Linked DNA regions of Sus scrofa: region 1 is linked to region 2. The links are chromatin contacts, called in public HiChIP or PLAC-seq maps. All regions are on one chromosome and are shown on one strand. Each heading gives the region's core, a stretch centred on a gene start, on an enhancer-like site or on the middle of the called end of the contact. The rest is flanking DNA. Distances are from core to core; before and after follow the strand shown.

Evidence for each region. HiChIP or PLAC-seq counts read pairs in DNA pulled down with a chosen protein or histone mark.
Region 1: an H3K27ac HiChIP or PLAC-seq map of alveolar macrophages shows a contact between it and region 2, with 12 times the contacts expected there. The contact joins two enhancer-like sites. A contact is called at or near these places in 1 of 47 Hi-C or Micro-C datasets (embryonic fibroblasts) and 1 of 2 datasets of contacts at active chromatin or transcription factors (alveolar macrophages).

The regions. Positions count from the first base shown.
Region 1 is chr13:199,046,119-199,051,756 of Sscrofa11.1, forward strand. No RefSeq gene overlaps it. Among named protein-coding and RNA genes, the nearest start is that of RUNX1, 410 kb to the left of the region's middle. Within about 2 kb of position 3,138, at least 2 of the 83 cell types and tissues checked have an H3K27ac peak or open chromatin away from gene starts, as enhancers often do. A contact at or near this core is called in alveolar macrophages, where this site is marked.
Region 2 is chr13:198,474,857-198,479,920 of Sscrofa11.1, forward strand. All of the region lies in intron 1 of RUNX1 (runt related transcription factor 1), which reads right to left. Among named protein-coding and RNA genes, the nearest start is that of RUNX1, 160 kb to the right of the region's middle. Within about 2 kb of position 3,360, at least 1 of the 83 cell types and tissues checked has an H3K27ac peak or open chromatin away from gene starts, as enhancers often do. A contact at or near this core is called in alveolar macrophages, where this site is marked.

The DNA.
Region 1 (5,638 bases), core at 1,888-4,387, 570 kb after region 2:
TATTGTCGGGTTTCTGTTTCCTCATCTTTGAAAATATTGTTTCCTTTTCACAGCCACACCTGAGGCATATGGAATTTCCTAGGCTAGGCATAGGCAGCTGCAGGCCTATGCCACAGCCACAGCAGACCCAAGCCACATCTGGGACCTATACTGTACCTTGTGGTAATGCCAGATCCCTCACCCATTGAGTGAGGCCAGGGATGGAACCCACGTCCTCATGGAAACTATGCTGTGTTCTTAACCCGCTGACCCACAACAGGACCTCCCTGTTCCCTCGTCTTTAAATAAAAACTTCCAGTATAGGAACTGGGGAAGAATGAGAAGGAAGCTCTTAGGGGATGCTATGAGGGTAAAATGAGTCACCTGATATCAAGTGCTTAGTATCAGATCTGTATGAATCGCTCAATAAATTTGCATCATCTTCATTGGAAGAAGAGAATGTTCACAGAGTATGGATGCCTCCCATTGACTCCATGGACAATCATAATAGTCGTTTGCATCCCACTAAATAAAAGACAGCCAAGGGTTCCCACTGTGGTGCAGTTGGGTAATGATCAGGCTTGTCCATTTGGAGTCTCTGGTTCAATCCCTGGTGCAGGGCATTGAGTTTCATGACCCAGGATTGCTGTGGCAAAGGTCGCAGCTCTGGCTCAGATTTGCTCGCTGGCCCAGAAACTTCCATATGCCTCGAGCATAAACAAAAAAGGAGGAAAAAAAAAAAAAAAAGAGAGAGAGAGAGAGAAAGATACTGCCAATGGCTAGTTCTGTCCACTGCCCATGCTAAGTGACGTTAAGCTTCCTTGTTTTCCCTAGAAAATGAGCTTATGTATGTCTGAACTGGGATCATGTCAACTCTACACTTTTGAAAACTGTTGATTAATTGACAATTTTTTTTTTGCCACAACTTTGAAAGTATTTTATTTCCTTGAAATGAAACAAGGATTCATTCTTCTCTCTGTCTCTCTTCCTCTCTGAGTTCCCCACCTTCTGTCTTTCCCACATTCTCTCTCATTCTTTGGCTCTGTCTCTCTGTCTGTCTCTCTCCCTGGCACACACACGCATGTACATACATCATCACCGTCACCACTATCCTCCTAAAACAGAAGGATAGTATAAAGGAGGAAATACCACTGGCCTAATTTCCTAATGTAAACATTTTCATTTTATTGCCTATGGTGTCTCCAGTCATTCAAATGAACAGAATGGAGAAACTATCCCTGGTAACTTAAATGACTAGAACTGTGCTTACAACAGCCAGTCTTTGAAATTCTCTTATTCCTTACTTCCTCTTTCTCTCCTCTAGCTATGTAGCAGACACACAGAAAGCTGAGTGTCCTGAAAAATAAATGAACACATAGATTTATCCACCTAGAAGCCATGGGTTCTCTGCATCTCAAATTATAAATATTTGGGGGCAGAGGTTTAGTAAGACGAACTAAAAATCCCCCCACATCATTGCTCCTTCAGTTGGGTTCCTTTAAATACACAGAAGGAAATCTCAAAGTCTAAAATCCTTCCACTGGGGCTGCACCTGTGGGCAAATCACATCTAAGGAGCCTCAGAGACCATATGATGGCATAAAGAAAAATGCTGCATAAGTTAACACATTTCCCCGCAGCTTTAGTTGGGATAGTATCGGTGTATACATGTCTATTGCAAAACCACGATCACAGTAAGCTCAGTCAACCCCTCCACTGCCTCCCAAAATTATCATTGTTTGTGTGCAGTGATAAGATGTAAGGTCCACCTTCTCAACAATTTTCCTGTACCTGATACAGAGGTCCTTTAAAGACGTCGTGAGCACAGTTGTACAGCTTTAGGATCTTGCAGAGATTTTTAGGGGCAGAAGGCACCTGGGGAAGAGGAAGTAGAAAAGAGATGGGCTGAAGTCTTATTCTGATGAGACAAAAGCATTTCCTAGAAATCAGGATGGGAAGTCAGTTTTTACAGCATTTCACAGCTTCTGAAGATGCCCAGGTGGTTAAAACAGACTTTTTCTTAAGTCGACTAGCCTCTGGACCAATAGACCTGAGTTGGCTTCTCTGGGTCAGGATAGCACCCCCGCCTCAATTCATGGCACTATTTTCCCATAAGAGTTGTAGTGTCTCTAGAAATTCAAAAGATCTCAGAATGCAGGATAATCTTTGTTTAGTCAAAATCTCTTTAAAAGGTGTTGTTTTATAATGTCAGTTCCTAGAATTGCAGAAAAAAAAATCTCTGAAATTTTAAGTTTCTGCAGAAGAAATTAACCACAGTAATTTGTACTTTCCAATATTGTAGTCCATGACTCTGATGAAAGAATTCCAGCAGATTTCCTTCATCTGTAGTAAAATGTAAAAGATTTTTCTTACTCTTCTTACAACCAGGGCTTCAAAAAGGACCCAGCCAAATATAAATGTTCACCATTATACAAATCACAACCACATTCATATCTAAAAATTCAATTAGTTATCCAATGCAAATTAATTTTTTTCCTCCTGAAGTGTTGATAACACCAGGAAAGAATGATGCACAATGAAAGTTTGACACTATATATATATATATATATATATATATATATATATTCTAGTAAAAATCTGATATAACAATGAAGAGTATAATTGAGATAAATAAAATACAACATTAGGAGAGATTTATTTCTATACGGTTTTCCTGAAACAATTTCCTATTAGAAACGTCTAGAAATGTAGTAGCTTTATTCAGGAATTTATTAATTTCATGGTTCATTAACTCCTATTGCCAGGATGCACTGCACTGAAAATGCTACAGAAGATCTCTGCTTCACTTGGTTTCCCTGCAGCTGAATGGCTGATTATCAAAAGCCTTCTTAAAGTCCTTCTGTACATATTGCAAAGCCTTAAGACAAGTTAGAGGCACTGGGGGGGTCAGGGAGAATACGCTGGGTTGGACTTCAAATCCAGACAAGGCTCATTTTCAGTTGTTTTATTTCTAAAATGAAAAGCATTTCCCAAGCTCTCAGAGGAAGTTGGGCTGCTCAGTGATTTAAGTGCCATGTGATGAGTTCTCCATCTTAGTCACCACATCAGAATCAGCGATGTGACAACAGCTGTACTGTCCTAAATGCATCCTTTTCAAAGCACTTGATCCTGTTTGTTGATTTCGGAAAAGGAAGTGCCCGATGCAGGTCTTTCTTCTTTCGATGTGGGCAGTGGTGCCTCTGTTATCCAGTCATCCGTAGCTTCAGTAAACATCTTCCTTTTGTTTGATTTCCCACTCTTCAGACAATACTCTATTATACTTTTCAGGTTCTTAGAAAAAAATGTAAAAAATTCTTTTTTGTTTTCTTGTATTTTCTACTTTAAACAGGAAATCAGTGTTATCAGAATCAGCAGAATTATAAAATAAAGAAAACTGGCAACTGTAATCCCAAAAATTAGCAATTAAAGAACACCAAACTAATTGGCCAGACTTTAAAGGCAGAAGTGCCACATGAAGTGTGACTGGTTCATCACCCCATAAAGACCAAGAAGAATTGGTGCAATACAAAGAAAACTTTAGATAACTACATTCATTTTAAGAGTAAATGAATTATCCCCCCACACACACACACACAATTAGGAAGTAACAATAGGGAAAGTGAGAAAATGTTGCAGAGACTATAGACAGATTCAGGTTACTCTGTTTCAGACTTTACCCAAAAGAAAGAGACTGGGGGAGTTGCCTAATCCTGGTATCACATCTCCAGCTATGACAGGAAGAGATAGATCATCACAGATAAAAATGGAAAATGTTGTGAAAAAAATCAAATACTTCTAAGACAAAATGCAAGATCCAGCTGCAGTGAGTGTAAAGGAAATGAGTGTTGCAACCAGATGAAGCTCAAGACACATCCTTCAACATGGTCTGGTGGTGGAACAGTGGAAATGAAGGAGAGAGGTCTCCGAACGTCAAAGAACCCCAGGAATTTGACCCTCTTAACCTTAACCCTTAGCAACACCCTCCCTCTCATCCTATGGCTTATATCTTCAGCATCTGTGTCCACCTTCTTGGGTGAGGTCCAAAATGTCTCACCATTTCTAGATATTCTTTCCCTGGGTCTAAGCTGAATCCTCTCGGAAATTTAAACTCCATTCTTTCTTCCCTGACCCTCGAGAGAAAAATACAGTGACGTACCACTTTCAACTCTCTTCCCCAAACTCAAATGCAATTTAGCTTGCTTACTCTTCTCTCCATGAAATAGCTACAGCTCTTTCAGCCTCTATGAATTAAAAAAAAAAAAAAAGTTTATTTTTGTGCATGGTGTGAGGGTGTGTGTATACACGTATGTGTAACTGGGTTCCCATGCTGTACGGTGGAAAAAAAAGTGGGTTGGGGGAAATAACAATAAAAAATAAATTAAAAAAAAAACTCTCCAAGTAGTAAAGTCTCCTTTGTCTGGCACACTAACTCCCATAATAAAGCTTCCAGCAAATACTCAGTTATGTCCTCCATTTCTCCCTAAGGAGTTGCAAGCACCTGATATTGCAAATGGCTTAAGATAAGTCTCCTAATAAAGGAATAAATGAGGCTAGTGATTGTCCGCTTCGCTCTCCCTTTCCACTGGACTATAAGGTCTATAACAGCAGAAACCCTGCCTGTCTCCTTCGCGGCAGACAGAGAGTGAAATACCGAAGAAGTATTCGTTGAATGACTGGATGGCTGAGCTGAACAAATGACTAAACAAATGCTATTTGGGGCAAAGTTTGTCTTGTCTCATCATCCCAGATTTTCCCATCTATTTTGTTAACGCAGGACATAATACTTCGAAGGAAAGTGGGCTAGTGAATACTGGGGTCTGAGGGACATTCAGAGAGGGAGCCAGTGTTCTTGGAAAAACATGATAGTGGTAAGAGGAAAAGGAAATGCATTTGTTCCAAGGGAACTAAGCCTAAATCAAACATGTCTGACCACTCAGATGGACTCCAAAACAAATACAGAAATATTTATTACCCGAGTTGTTGGGCAGATTTAGGGCAAGCAGGCTTGTTTGGGTCCGCTTTTATAAATAGACTTAAGTACAATATGCTTCTTTAAAATGTCTGTTTTGAATCATAATGAATCTTGTGATTGCCTAGTGGGGGAGAAAACAGTAAATGTGTGTGATGTCCCTGCAAATTAACCTTTCCATTGACCTAAGACTCACGAATTCTCATCCAAACATCTTGGGGGAAAGATATTAGAATTTACTTTAAACGTATGACCAGCCAATCCTGGCTGGAACTGGATTTAAGCTGTAGAAAACTCCCAATTCTGGTTTTCAGACTGAAGCAGGAAGGAATGTTCTATTCCTATGACTGACACCTTAGAGCACCTGAGAGTCAGCAGCCACCCCACACCTTTAATCCAGACCCTGGGCTGCAGAATCCTCTACCAGGATCACGGCCTCCCACTTGGATTCATATCAGAGGTAAAAAGAAAACGAAGCTGTGCTCCTTTAACAGGATGGTAGCTTATAGGTGGCACAGCACTTTACAAAGAACTTCCATATATATTTCACTTGATACCATGACAACACTATGAGGGGGATGTGCCAGATATTATGAATCCTTTTTAACAGAGAAGAATGGATTTAAGGAAGTGAAGTTTTGCCCACTCTCATGTGGTCGCCAAAGATCTAGACCTAAGATATTTAAACCTC
Region 2 (5,064 bases), core at 2,110-4,609:
AATACACATTATGACCATTTACTTCCAATGATAGGACATTTTAGAAATGGTCCTTTCTTGCTTGATTTCCTTTCTTTCCTTTTGTTAGAAGGGCAGATTATTTATATTGAAAGCTTTCATTCTTGAAATAACAGGTGATATCAATCATTATTGAAAATAATTGTCATATGACAAGTTCCACATATGAATCACTTTATATGCTGCTGCATATACGGTTACAAGTAAATCAATTAGGCAAAGTCATAAGAAGCTGTTTCTCTTTCCCTCAAATATCTCCATATATTGTTGTTTTGAATTTGAAATGATTCTTCAGGGTTGCATGTTGCTAATGATCAGCACTGAATGATTACCTGGGGGAAATTGCATTTTTCAAAGTCTTAGGATTTGAGCATTTCAAATACAGCATACCTAAAGCTTTCAACTCCACTGTACAATATTAGTTAATAGAGCTTAAATAAAACTTTTAAAACTAAGAAAGGAGATGATTATTTCAGATTTCCAGACGCCGTTTAAATAGGCAGGAGAACAAGATTTTCAACTTCTTAGTCTTATATTTTTGCCAAAGCAAGAAGGGCAACTAAAATAATAAGGGGTTCTGAAGGACCGCCCCATGATGAAAAATTAAAAGAATTAAATATAGGTAGTCTCACAGGAGCATTCTTAAAAAACAGCAGGATTGTGGTTTACAGGTACATAAAGTGACTCTGCAAGGATTCAGAAAACCCTGAGCAGCCAAATAATTAGTTGCCCTAATTTTGAATGATAAGGCAAAAAATAGCAAATGTACCCTGAAGTTAGTAAGTTTAGTTTTTAGGCATGGGAAGGGCAGGGGATCCACCACAATGAGATCTACCAGACAGCTGAGGTTATATAAAGTGACCCACAGAACCAACCACCCTGGAAATTCTGAGACCCTGAGAAGCCTCTCCATGTCTTAGACTGAGAAGTAGGAGAAGCCGAGCAGAAAGGCGAGTGTTTTGTCTACACACCTAATATTTCAGGGATTTTGGGAGAAGAGCTAAGTTTTTGTTTTTGTTTTCCTAAAAGCAAAGGCAGAAGAAATGAATGGCTTTTGAAAGGCGTGCGTGTGGTCTGTGGAAAGCTTTCTCACTCTGTCCCCTGTCAGTGGCTTTGAGGACACAGGGCTCAGCGTTGAGCTGGAGAGTGGGGGTTGGGGAGGGGGGTAGACTGCACGAAGTCAACCCTGTAAAGATTTGAAATCATTTGCCCAAGGAGTTCATAGAGGCGCTAGAACCTGAATTGTAAGAGAGGGGAAGTCTGAGGTTGTCATGACAGTGAGAGGTTTGTCTGGAGAGCCTGCGCTACAGCTCTCTTTTTCTCTCATTGAATGCTGTTCTATGCCAGGCAATGGCCAAATGCTTTCAGATACTTTGCCTGGTTTAATCCCTGCATTTTTTTTTGCAGACCAGGAACCTCATTTTAGGAAACCTGCTCAAGGTTGTTTATGTCTCATTTCTGCGCGCGAGCTTGCGCGGGCGCACACACATCTACACACATGATGAGCTGTGTTTCTTTTTGAACCACAACGATGTATTTTTATGGGTGTCCTTTTTTAGCCTTCTGAAAAATTAAACTCTGCTCTCATCTTTCTCTTTTACAACATATTCTGTCTCAAATTCTCCATCAGATAACAGCCCTGAAATTCTTTATCCCACAAAATCTCAAAAATTTATGATTCATATCTTGAGGTTATTTCTGGCCATCTACAAAGTTTCAGGAGCAGGTCAAGGTCCCTTTGGCCCATAAATGGGAGCAATGGAGTGTCAGGCTGTGAAGGGACACGTGTGCAGGGTCTAGGAGCCAGGGAGACAAGGCACAGGGATTGGCACCACCTGGTGGGCTCTGGACTTTTCTGGTGGAGGTGACATTTCATTTGCCCCTGGGGGTTGTGTAGATTTACCCCAGGTGGTTGGGAGCGGGGGGAGGAAGGGCTTGGGGAAGGGTGGGAGGTAGGGCTAGGGCTCTCCAGGCAGAAGGATCAGCATGAGAAAGGTGTGGAAGAAGTTATGACCAGCCTGTCAGTTCCAGTAAGGTTGGCTCATGGGTTGGGGAGTGGCAGCTTGCAAATGGCATGACGCTGGCAGACATGAACACAGACAGGTCAAAGGCAGCTTACGCAACCTGGAGAAATCTGAACTTGAACGTGAGGGCAATGGGTTCTAGGAGCAACTTGGAATCTGGGAAATACCATAGTGAATACATATTTTAGGAAAATAAATCTGTCAGAGGTGGATAGGTAAATTGGAGGTGGGAGAGAAGGAGCAGGAGAATTACAGCCTGGCCAGGCAAAGACTTTGAGCATTAAGGTGAAACAACAGAGACAGAAAAGGGGGCACTGAGGGGATGGAGGGAGAGGGGTCCCCCATTTCTGGCCCAGGTGCTATAAGTAGCAGTCAAAACCATCAAGACCAGATGGTTTTGGAGGCAGACATCAGGAATCAGCTTGGGGAGTTCAGAACAGAATTATAGGTGCTGGTGGAAAAACAAAAAACACAGAAATGGTGGGATGGGTGTTGGGTAAGCTGAGTTTGGGGTCATTTGTTAGTTTGGCAGCATTAGAAACCCAGCACGCATGCCCTTCCCTCCTCTTACTGTTCTAGGGGGACACGGCCTGCATGCTAATAAGTACATCTCTCTATTTGTGGGGCTCAGTGGCAGGAAGCCACACACTGAAGTCACTGTTCTCCAAAAATCTTATCAGTGATATAGCTGTTTTATTTTGATTTCTGTCTGGTCAGCTTCTTTGCCTAGCTCATGATTGGCTCTGGATCACTGGAGAGCAAGGGTATCTTTTATTGCCCCCCCCCCAAGCCAACGCTATAACTGTCTCATTCTTTTTTGACTCATCTGCACCTGCACACAGACACAGAGCACTGGATTTTGAACACCTTGCCAGTGAGGCTCCCTCCTCTTGAATTCCCTAGACACCACTGCATAAACAGTGTGTATTGTAAGCCCTGGAATCCAGTGAGGTGCAGATTCAGTAGATTTGGGGTGGAGCCTGAGGTCCTGCATTTCCCACAAGCTTTCTAAGATGCCACTGCTGCTGGTCCAAAGAGCCCACTCAGTGTTGGCAAAGCCAACTGCTCAGTATCCAGCAAAAACTATATCTAGCACGTGCTAGACCACATTGCAAATTCAAATCGACATGAAAGCTATCTGGACTTTTCAAACTATTGTGATGGGCTGAATGTTTGTGTCCCTCCCCTCCCCCCCTCCTGCCCAACTCATATGTTGAAGCCCTAAATGCTAATGTGATGGTATTAGGAGCTGGGGCCTGTAGGAGGTCATGGGGTCTAGATGAGTCATGTGGGTGGGGTACTTATGATGGGATGAGTGCCCTTGGACCGAGAGACCGGAGCCTTTCTCTTTTCTCTCTCTTTCTCCTTGTTGCATGAGTACACAGCAAGATGACAGCCAACTACAAGCCAAGAAGAGGGCTCTCACTGGTACCCAACCATGCTGGCATCCTGACCATGGACTTCCAGCTGCCAGAACCACGAGAAATAAATTTCTGTTGTGTAAGCCACTCAGTCTATGGTATTTTCTTAGAGCAGCCCAAGTTGACCAAGACAACCATGACAATAGAAGCTCCCTTTTATCAGTGCGTCTGCCATCAGACCTCAGACTAAGGACCTTACAGGCATTATTCCATTTAACCCTCTAGCAGCAAACAGTCCATAATTACTCCCTTCACTTGATAGATGGAGAAACTGAGATTCAACAATTGGCCCAACCTGAACCCGTGCAGTTTGTCCCTGGCATGCCCAGTCAGAGCCAGCAAGCTAAACCACCTTGCAAGACCGTTCATATCACTATGCTATTATCAAATTTCTCCACTAGTTCTTGACAAGTTGTCTTTAAACGGTGTGACCATTCTTTCTCATTCTAAAGCAGCAGCATCCTCTAGAAGTGTAATGTGAGCTATACATGTAATTTAAAATTTTCTAGTAGCCATATTAAAAAAGGAAAAAAAATGTGTGAAATTAATCATATATTAAAATATATTTTATTTAACTCGGTATATTCAAAATATTTTTATTTCAATATGTAATCAATATAAAATTATTAATGAGATATTTTACTTTCTTTTTCTTTTTTTTTAGTAAGTTTCCAAATTCCTGTGTGTATTTTATATTCACAGTGCATCTCAACTCAGTCTAGCCACGTTTCCAGTCCTCAAATGTCACGCATGGCCAGTGGCTACTGTATTAGACAGTGCAGTTCAAGGGCAACCACTCAAAACACAATTTACTCTGAAGAGCAATTTTGCTACTATTCTGCTTGTGCTCATGTGAGCTCTGTTTTTAACCTACTATTAGTGAAGGCCATTAAGTAATGCATCTTTCTTGAGTCATAGTTTCCCTCCGAGCTGTCCTGAAGCAAAGTTCAGAATTCTATTACAGCATCACTTGATTGACTTGGAGTCATAAGGACACACATACACAATGAAGACAACTAAATTGCAAAGGCCTAAGGACCACTGCCATTGCCACTAATGTACTTTCACAGCCACGGATGAGCCACAAACCCACCTCATACATTGTTCATTTCCACTTAACATTTACCAGCCACTGATGGGGCAGCCTGTACAATATGCTTTGGTTTCTTTGAGCTCTCAAAGAATATTGCCAAAGTGTCTTGACACTTTCTTTTCCAAGACATTTTTTTTTCCCTATGAAATTCATAGAGGCAACATGGATTAGAATAAGAGGTTTTACTTTCATTAGGTCACGATTTTAAAACAGAATTGGAAAGTGGTTGAATGATACGCATTCAAGAAGCAATTCCTAGGAACAGGTTTATTTTGAAATATAGCATATAGATTAAAAAAATACTCCATATGTCAATTTTCTAGCAATCTTTCAGTATAAATAATGAGTTCAAATCAACTGCAAGGCAGCTACTGGCCTAAGTTCTAGAGGGAGCCCATCTCTTTCTTCTAGCCCTCAGAAGAAACAACAAAGAGGAAATCTAGGGCCAGGTCTGCAGCAGAAACCGCAGGCCCGTCTCACTGCATTAGTTCCTCGGGGCCTGCTGGGA